Linked DNA regions of Mus musculus: region 2 is linked to region 1. The links are chromatin contacts, called in public Hi-C maps. All regions are on one chromosome and are shown on one strand. Each heading gives the region's core, a stretch centred on a gene start, on an enhancer-like site or on the middle of the called end of the contact. The rest is flanking DNA. Distances are from core to core; before and after follow the strand shown.

Evidence for each region. A called contact is a pair of places that touch in the nucleus more often than the background predicts.
Region 2: a Hi-C map of adipose-derived mesenchymal stem cells shows a contact between it and region 1, with 2.4 times the contacts expected there. The contact joins two enhancer-like sites. A contact is called at or near these places in 3 of 39 promoter capture datasets (liver, pre-B cells and stem cell-derived epiblast-like cells) and 1 of 484 Hi-C or Micro-C datasets (adipose-derived mesenchymal stem cells).

What each region holds. Positions count from the first base shown.
Region 1 is chr2:118,351,382-118,355,970 of GRCm38.p6, reverse strand. The region is part of intron 1 of Gpr176 (G protein-coupled receptor 176); the gene reads left to right. Among named protein-coding and RNA genes, the nearest start is that of Gpr176, 20 kb to the left of the region's middle. Within about 2 kb of position 1,785, at least 36 of the 459 cell types and tissues checked have an H3K27ac peak or open chromatin away from gene starts, as enhancers often do. A contact at or near this core is called in adipose-derived mesenchymal stem cells, where this site is marked.
Region 2 is chr2:118,838,560-118,843,343 of GRCm38.p6, reverse strand. The region is part of intron 1 of Gm39913 (a long non-coding RNA gene); the gene reads left to right. Among named protein-coding and RNA genes, the nearest start is that of Gm39913, 21 kb to the left of the region's middle. Within about 2 kb of position 1,398, at least 38 of the 459 cell types and tissues checked have an H3K27ac peak or open chromatin away from gene starts, as enhancers often do. A contact at or near this core is called in adipose-derived mesenchymal stem cells, where this site is marked.

The DNA of each region.
Region 1 (4,589 bases), core at 536-3,035:
TGACACCGATGGTGCTCAGACTATGAACTCTGAGCATCTAGAGGCTAGAAGACTTGGCGTTCCAGATAAAAGTCTAAATTTGAGTTGGAGGTCAGAGGTGTGTCTGATACCAGGTGTGTCTCCTTCAATCAGTCTGCACTTTATTTATAAGTGGGGTCGCTTTGTTGAACCCAGAGCTCACCCATTTGGCCAGTCTATCTATCCAGCTAGGCCTGGGAGTCCCTTGTCTCTCCCTCCACCCACCATGCCTGCCTGGCCTTATGTGGTTGCTGAGGATCTGAGAACTGACTGGTCCTTCCATTTGTGCAATAAATGCTTTACCTGGCGATCAGTCTCCCCAGGCCCAGTGCTCTTCAGTATACATCACTGAGCAGATCTTTGTCTCTTGACTCGTCTTCAGGGCTGCTTGCCCCACTGCTTGCTCACCCCTGCCCTGCCTCTATGGTGCCTTTCTCCTTTCTTCCATTCATGCCCTGGGAAGAACAGCCTTATTCTTTGTCCTTGTTTCATCCCTTTCTGATCTCTCTTCAATCCACCAGTCCGATCATGTCACTCTTCTCTTTAAAAGCTTTCCCTGGCTCCTCACCCTCTGTAGCTCTGTATAATGACATCTCTAATGGGGCTCCCACTTCCCTCTAGCCTGCTCCTTACACTGCAGGAGCACCACACTCTATTTCATTCTTACTGCGCAGCAGTGTGGTCGCCCTCCTTGCTGCTGTGACTTAGCATCTCTTGTCCCACCGTCCATAATTGCCTCTTTTTTTTTTTTAACATTAATCACTTGACTAACCCCTCTCATTTTCTGTATATTCCTCTCAGTCTTTCATTCCTACAGCTAAGAGTTTGCCTCAAGTCTCAAAAGAGACTTTGAAGAGTAGGCTTTTGAAGAGTTTTAGGTCTGGGAAGACTGTGGGAGACTGGTGAAGGTGGAGTAAACGCTTTTTGCATTGTGAGGTGCCCACGAGCCCTTCAGGGTAGGGGTAGAAGATTACAGTTTGGATCTAAAGTGTTCCCCGCAGGCTCTCATCTGAAACGCTTGGCCCCTGGCTTGTAATACTAGCAGTGAGAGTCTCTGTCTCTGCTTGGATTTATTTCTTGAATAATTCAAGAACAACTGAAAGGGGTTCTTGTGCATTCCCTTCCTAGGCTGCAGCTATAACAGTGGGTTATGATGGAAGATGCGCTATCCCAGCTTCTCACTGAAAGGTTTAAGGGCACTGAGTCACTCTGTAAAATGACCATCAATCTTATTTTAAACAATCTTTATTTTACCCATCTCTCTGTGAATGACGAGAGAGAACAATTTAAAATTAGTTTATCAGTGTGTGAATTACTCTCGCTTATCTACACAATATTTGTTATCTTCATGGGAATGGATTAGTAAAATTTCGTCAGAGGTGAATACACTCATGGTGTCTGTAGAAATAACAATGAATGGTAAGCTTGGCACGCCAGTGTCATCTTGCACTAGCCTCCCTTCATAGCTTTGTTGGTCTTCAGAGTGGCTGGTCACAGACATCGCTGAATTAATTTGGTTTTCTGAACAGAAATGGAGACTAGAGGAAGCAAGCTGACAGCTGCCTGCAAGGGTGCAGATGTTGAACCATTCATGATGCAGCACAGAGAGGCGCAGGAAGCTGAAATAAATTAAGACCCAGAGAAACTGGGCTGTGGCCAAAGGAACATTTTTGATAAAACTTGAAAATGTTTTCCATAGCTGTGGTCATGATCCCTGAGGCAACCAATGCCATTTGCTGTTAGACAGGTTGCCATGGCCCTTGCTGACCACAGGAGGGTTAGTGAGAGGAGACCGAAGGGCTATCAGACTTGACAGTTTGTGCCTTTTGTGGAAGCACTAGGGATAGGTCTTAATCCTCTGAACACAACAGGCACTTAATGAGTGTATATAGAATGAAATATTTACAATTAAGGGGAGGGAGCACCAAGTTTTATAATGAGGTTTTGGGTCTGCTGTGCCTCATGGTGACCTAGATTTCTGTGCTGCTTAGAAAGCCATGTGAGGGGAACTGGCAGTTTCATTAGGACGTCACGAGTATTGATCTAATATCCTTTCCTCCTGGGACACGGGGCTGCTGCTGAATTATGTTCTAGCCAAAATGCCTGAAGAGGGAACTCAGGCCCCTTTGCCTGTGACTGATGTGCTGGACAGTCGGTTTCTGGGTCTCTGCCACCCTTCAGCCTAAGGCATTAGTTTAAACTGAGCTCAGCCTCCAGCAGGTTGTACCAGAATCCCGAAGAACCACAGCCTGAGCTGGAGGTCATAGTTTGAATTGTGGAAGTTCCTAGTCATAACAGTTTGTTTTGTGAAAAAGCACTCGGCCATGACAAAGCAATTCTTCTGAGGATAATGTTCCTGGGGACAAAAATAGACTTTTACACAAGACCATTGTGAGTTCTGTGGCTAAAGGGTTCAGAAGTCAGGAAGCTTTTGGGGTTAAATCCTGGCTCTGCCACTCGCTGGCGTTTTATCCTTGGCTCAGCATCTACTTTTTAAAAATAATGCTTTTTTTAAAAAATTGTAATAGATAAATCCGGGGCTGGGGAGATGGCTCAGTGGGTAAGCCATGCAAGCATGAGAACCTGAGTTTGAACCTTCACTACCCATGTGAAAGCTGTGCATGGCCTGTGTGCATGGCCCTGTGTGCATATGACCCTGTGTGCATGGCCTTGTATAACTTCAGCGTTTGAGGGCAGAGGTGGCTGACTCCCAGAAGTTTGTGGTGGCTAGGCAGCTAGCCTAGCAGAAACAGCGAGCTTTAGGATCAGTGAGAGACCCTGTTCCCCAAAGTAAAGTATGGTAGCCAGACAAAGTGATGGATGCCTTTAATCCTAGAACTCGGAGGCAGAGAGGCCTCCTGTTCAGGACCAGCCTAGCCTACATAGTGAGTTTAGGCTAGCCAGGAATACCTGGTAAGACCCTGTCTCAGTAGATAAACAAACACTAAATAGGTATTAATAGACAACTGACCACCCTCCTTTTGTCCCTGAATGCGCCACATGCAGATCACATACATATACATTTAATAAATGAACAAGTAAATAGATAAATAAGGTGAAATTTCTCATCTTATTTTTTTCCATTTCCAACATTCTACTGTGTTCCTAGGATTATAGCACCAAACTGTCCCAAGCCAAATGGTCTAAAACATCTGAAGTTTGTTCTCTCAGTTTTGGGAGGCTAAAACTCTGAAATTGGGGTGTGTGGAGGGCTGACTCCTTCTGAGAGCTCTGAGGAAGAGTACCCTGCCTTGTGCCTTTCTCATGGTGTATGGTAGCTTCCATCATCCTTGGCTTTCCTGGACTTTAGCTGTGTCCCTACATTCTCTGCTTCTGTGGTCACATGGCCTTCTTCCCAAGGTGTCTCCTACCAATGTATGTTCCTTGTTATAAGGACACATGTGCATCACACACACACACACACACACACACACACACACACACACACACACACACACTAAACTATATTATTTAGTAAATAAACCAGGAAATACTAGAACAGGGCTTTCTTATTTTACTGTAACCTTGCCTTAATTTAATGACATCTGTAAAGACTTTCCTTTTAAGTATGATTGTGTTCACAGCTCAGGTGGGAGGAGCTAGATAGAAGAAGATTTAGGATTTGAACATAAACTTTTTGAGGGACAGCTGGACCTCTTCAGTGGTGAACTCACTAAGTTCACATAGACATTAATGATGTCATTTCTCCTTCCCTCCCCTCTCCTCCCCTCCCCTCCCCTCCTCTTCTCTTCTCTTTTATTCTCTTCTCTTCTTTCTCTTCTCCTTTCCTCTCCTCTCCTCCCCTTCCATGCCCTTCCTCTCCTCTCTCCTCTCCTCTAGCCTCCTCTCCCTCTCCTCTCCTCTCCTTTTCCATCCCCTCTCCTTTCCTCTCTTCTTTTGTGGACTGGTGTGTGTGTGTGTGTGTGTGTGTGTGTGTGTGTGTGTGTGTGTATCTTATGTTGTCCAAGCTCACCTCAAGCTTGCAATGTAGTGATCCTCTTGCCTCTACTTCCCAAGGCTGGGCTCACAGGGTTCATCAACTTGCCTTGCTTCTCCTATTGTCTTTAACTTGTAGTTATCAAGTCATTGACTTAATTGTTGGCTTCCCATTACCTACTGTATTTAGTATGATTCCCTGTTTTGCATTCCCTGATGGTGACTTTTTAAAGTCATTATATCTAATGATATAATGAAATCTGTACATATTTATAGGATGCCATGTGATGTATACACACACACACACACACACACACACACACAGTGTTCAAAGCAGGGTAACCAAGATAATTTCTTATTGTAAGAAACTGTTTTCCCTAACCCCAACTCCTTTCTTTGTGCTGTTAACTCTACATGGAAGGCCTTCTCTATTTATGGAAGTCAGATTTTTCTTTTTCATAAGAGTGAGGATTATGGTCTATACTTCCTTATTTTCCTATAGCACCTGCCCCATTGCTAATCACTTATACGCTCAATAAATACTCGGATTAATTTTATGACAAGGCAGAAATATACAAATTTTAGATTGGAACAAATTAGGTTATAGCTTCATCCTTTTGATTTCCCAAATTTAA
Region 2 (4,784 bases), core at 149-2,648, 490 kb before region 1:
CCTATGCCAATCTTTGTGTCTTTTTCCTGGAGTGCCTCTCTTTCTCTTAACCCCATTTCTTAAAAAAAAAAAAAAAATATATATATATATATATATTAGTCTTTAATAAACTCCAACTCTGCTTCATGCCAACTCGTTCTGAAATTCCTTTCTGTGTCAAAGCTAATGGTTCAGTTTTATCTGATTAAAGGAACCTCCTTGAGCTGCCTGGAGTGATGGCACAGAGCCCTATAATTCCTTCCATACTTAAAGTGTCACTTGGCACAAACTAAATCTGTGTTCTTGGGCCACTGTCATCTATACTTGGCCACCTCTCATTCCTTTAGAGGTGCGAGCTGCTTCTCAGGGACAGCATCCTGCCACAGAAGACACTAGAGCCACCTAGCAGAAAAGCACACCATAGGGAACCCACTTGGACATTTTAAAAGCCATAGGAGAGGCTGGAAGGATAGCATAGCAGCTAAGAGTATAGGCTGCTCTGGTCCATTCTCAGAGCTCACGTGGAAGCTCACAGCTGTCTGTAGAAGTCTGACTCAACTAAAGACACACTAAGGAGATGAGAGGAATAATTACACCTTAGTGAGACTGTGGTCATTACAGGGCCTTTTCTTCACCTTCTTCTTTCAGATACTGACCAAAAGCTTGTATATTCTTTCCTTCTGAGCTTACTTACTCTTTCTCTGAACATGCACCTCCTCCCCGCAAGGAAATCTGCTTGTGGACCTTTTCTGCTGAACACGCTACCTTTCTTGGCTCCTAACTAAAAAAAGCTGTGGTTTTCTCCATTCCCTCCCTCCTTACAGCAACTGCTGAGATTTACAGCTTGTCTTGTTGTTTTTCTTTCAAACTGTAATAAGCTGTCCTTGAACTTCCTTCCTTCCCTATTATTATTAACAAGAACCCCAAAGGGACTCTAATTTCCCAAGTAGGATGTGGTGATCATGAAGGACCATAAAGAAGTTCTTGAGAGAACTCAGCAGGCAACCATCTTCCAGGACCTTAGGCAAGTGCCTTCTGGTGGACTCCATGTTAGCTCAGTAGAAATAGCGAACACTGTCAAACATAGTTAACACCTATTTAAAACTGTGTGTCTCTTGTGTGGTGCTCCTATAGGCTTAGATTTTTTGAAACCTACTTTGTTTAGGTTCTAGAATACTTCAACCACCCTTCTAGCCCACCAACTGGAGGTAAGGAAAGAAGGTTAATAGGAAAAGATGGTTGTGGACCCGTTTAGAAGTAGTTCTTTGGGGCGACTACACTCTTTGTTGTCAGGATACCAGCAGTCCAGTCCAATAGCAAACACCAAACATGAATCAGTAGCTGTGGCTCAATCCAGCAGAAACCACAAATCAGCATGAGTCAGCATGAGTCAGCAGAAGCAGCCAGAAGCAGCTGGAATGTTCTTTGACATATTTCTGCCTATGAAGTGAAGACCAGCGAACATAGAATGCAAGAGCGACCTCCCACTGTTTATGGGGTTCTACTTAGACTCTTTCCAAACATCACACCTCTCTCAAGTGTCTGCCCAGTCAAAGTATCACATGTCCTCTCACAAGACAGCTTCCAGAAGCTGCTGATAATAATAATAATAATAATAATAATAATAATAATAATAATAATAATAAATAATAATAGAAGTTCAAGGACAGTTTATTACAGTTTGAAAGAAAAACAACAAGACAAACAAGCTGTAAATCTCAGCAGTTGCTGTAAGGATACACAACTGAGTTTCCAAAGAAACCAGAAATTTCCACTTCATGCTTCCATTCAGAAGAGCAACTTCCTGGTCCCCTTGGGATGAGGCCCTCATGCCGTGCCCTCCATGTTGGTCAGAGCTGAGAGCCCAACCTTTCTAGAGCATTTTGTTGCCTTCTTTCCCCACTTGAGCAGAGCCATCTCAGCACTAAGCAACGTTATTTCTGCTGAGCCAGCATGGAACTCTTCTCGTCTCACTTTGTCCATGCTGCCTCATGATGGTTATGAGGCGAGGTTGTCCCTTGGGGAGCTTTCTCCTTCCCAGTCCGTGTGTGTGTGTGTGTGTGTGTGTGTGTGTGTGTGTGTGTGTGTGTATCTGGGCCAGGATCATAGAAAGCCCCAGTGTGCTGTGAAAGTGGATGTGAGTGTTCAGGGGTTAGGGATTGAAAAGTGCCTGAGTAGACACAGAGTGGAAGACAAAATGGCATTCCCTCTGCCACTTCAACCCGTTGAGAGCTTTAAATTTTATAAGGTCACGAGTACATGGCAACCAGACCAACTGTTTGCAAGCCTGTATATAGAGCTGGCATGTGTTTACAAGTGGAAGTGGGCAGCCCGAAGATTTTAATACATGAGTGTTCTGACCTATATAAAAAGACAATGCTGTATTCAATGTTTCCCTCTGAGGCTACTTTTTCCATCCTCCAATCTAAATTCAGGCTATATTTGAGTGCAGAAAAACATCAGATGTTTCTATTTTAAGGTCTGGGTCACTGACAGTCTAGGGGACCGTCTTAGTTACTGTTCTGTTGCTGTGAGGAGACACCATTCGCAGGGCAACTCACAAAGGAAAGCATTTAACAGAGGACTGGCTCGCAGTCTCAGAGTGTTACTGGCAGCTGGTTGGTTGCATTGGCCCTTCAGAAAAGGTAGCTATCAACTATCTTCTTCAGGTCTGCAATTACATGTGTAGTACACATTATATTGTTAAGTTGTCAGATGCTGTTTAAGCTCACTAAAAAGTTGACTCTCAATGTACAATTTGGCACCCCTACTTCAGATCTGAGCATATTTGCCCCAGAGTGCCCTCCAAAACCTGTCCTAAGTCGGGGGGGGTCCCCTGGCCCTGTAACAGGGAGAACAACAAGCAGCCCAAGCTGCACTGTGTCCTTGAGAACAGCTAAACGGTAAAGCATTCCCACAGAGTCTACTATTGTTATCCCATCATATAAAAATGCCTGTCATGGGAATAGCTATGATGGGATGCATCAGATGAGAGGATGCAAGACGCCTTCTGCCTGGACATCTCTCAAGTGGTAATACCAGCATGATGGTTTGAGCAGGGTTTCCTCAGTTGGCTTGCTGATCTGATACTTTGCTGTCTACCTGTGACTTGCTATTTACTTATTGTACTTTTGCTTAATAAGTTATACTTATTGTACTTATATATGTATATATATGTGTGTGTGTATATATATATATATATATTAATTATACTCAGAAAAAAGGCCTATAAATTAACAATGTATATACAGATAATCTTAATTTATATTAAGCCATGTAGTTTGGACTCACTCTTCTAATATGATGGTAAATGCATTGTTACTATGTCTTATAATTCCAAAAAAGGAAATGAAACAAAAGGGGGCCAGCAAGTAGAAGAAAAAGTGTTACAAGGATGTAGGAATAAAGATAGTTTTGGTAAATAAGGATTTCTGAATGGTAAGACTTTATCCTAAAGATAAAGATCCTAGATTCTTCCAGAAAAATAAAAATAAAACAAAGCTAGAAAGCCTACACACGTCACGAAATGTCTGAATAAGTTATATAAGGGATGTGATAGCTGAGACTTGGAGACGGTAATGAGTGACATTAAAATATCTAAAGTCAAAGTTCAGCACATTAATGACAAATTGTTATTGAAATCAACAGATTTCTCTTATTGATTTTTCTCTTGGTAACATTTACCAAATAAAGTCTAGTAAAAACTGTGTTTAATCAATATAACTACTTGGGAAACTGAATCTTAATAAAACTGAGATTAAAAAGTGTTTGGTTATTATCAAAGCTTTATCAAAATGTTCCATGTACTGGCTGATTTTGTGTGTCAACTTGACACAAGTTAGAGTCATCAGAGAGGAAAGAGCCTCAGTTGAGGAAATGCCTCCATGAGATCCAGCTGTAGAGCATTCTCTCAATTTGTGATCAATGGGGAAGGGCCCAGCCCATTGTGGGTGGTGCCATCCCTGGCCTGGTGGTCCAGGATTCTGTAAGAAGGCAGGTTGAGCAAGCCATAGGGAAGCCAGCCAGGAAGCAGTACCCCTCCATAGCCGCTGTATCAGCTCCTGCCTCCAACTTTTTGAGTGCCTGTCCCGATTCCCTCCAGTGGTTGGGTATAAGTTTTGTGTGACTATGGGCTTCTGGTACCCCTAACTCCTGAGTTAAAGTCCCACCCCAGGAAGAAGAGAAAGCTTCCATGAAACTGTGCGACACTGATTCTCAACCTGTGGGTCAACAGGTGTCAACTATCCCTTTCACAGAGATTACCAAGACCGTAGGAAAACATACATTATGATTTATAACTAACAAAATTAGTTATGCAGTAGCGACAAAATAATTCTATGGCTGGGAGTCTCCACAACATGAGGAGCAGTATTAGAGTCACAGCAGGCAAGCTGAGAGTCACTGGACCTCACTTTCCTTTGTCACCTAGAAAAAAGGCTGCTTTCTTCTTCTCAAGTCTCTAAATGTCCTTTTGTCTTTCTATCTCGCCTCAGGTCTTTTTGGGGGGGTGGATGGGGGGATGGGTCTCATGACCCAGACTGGTTTTGAACTCCTAGGTTCTGTTGTTTCCACTTCCCAGGTGCTGAGATTATAGACTATGCTAGGCAAATGCCTAGCACCCCATAAACCACAATGATGTTGGGGTGGTGTGCTCAATGCAAAGGCAGGAGAATCCACTCCAGTGGGGAGCCACTTACAGCGAGGAACTGTTGGGGCTTCATGAGGAAGACCGGAGACCTTACAAGGGATCCACGGAGGCTCTCCATGAGGTTTTATAAATGGAGAAGGGCTTTGAAAAGCAGGCT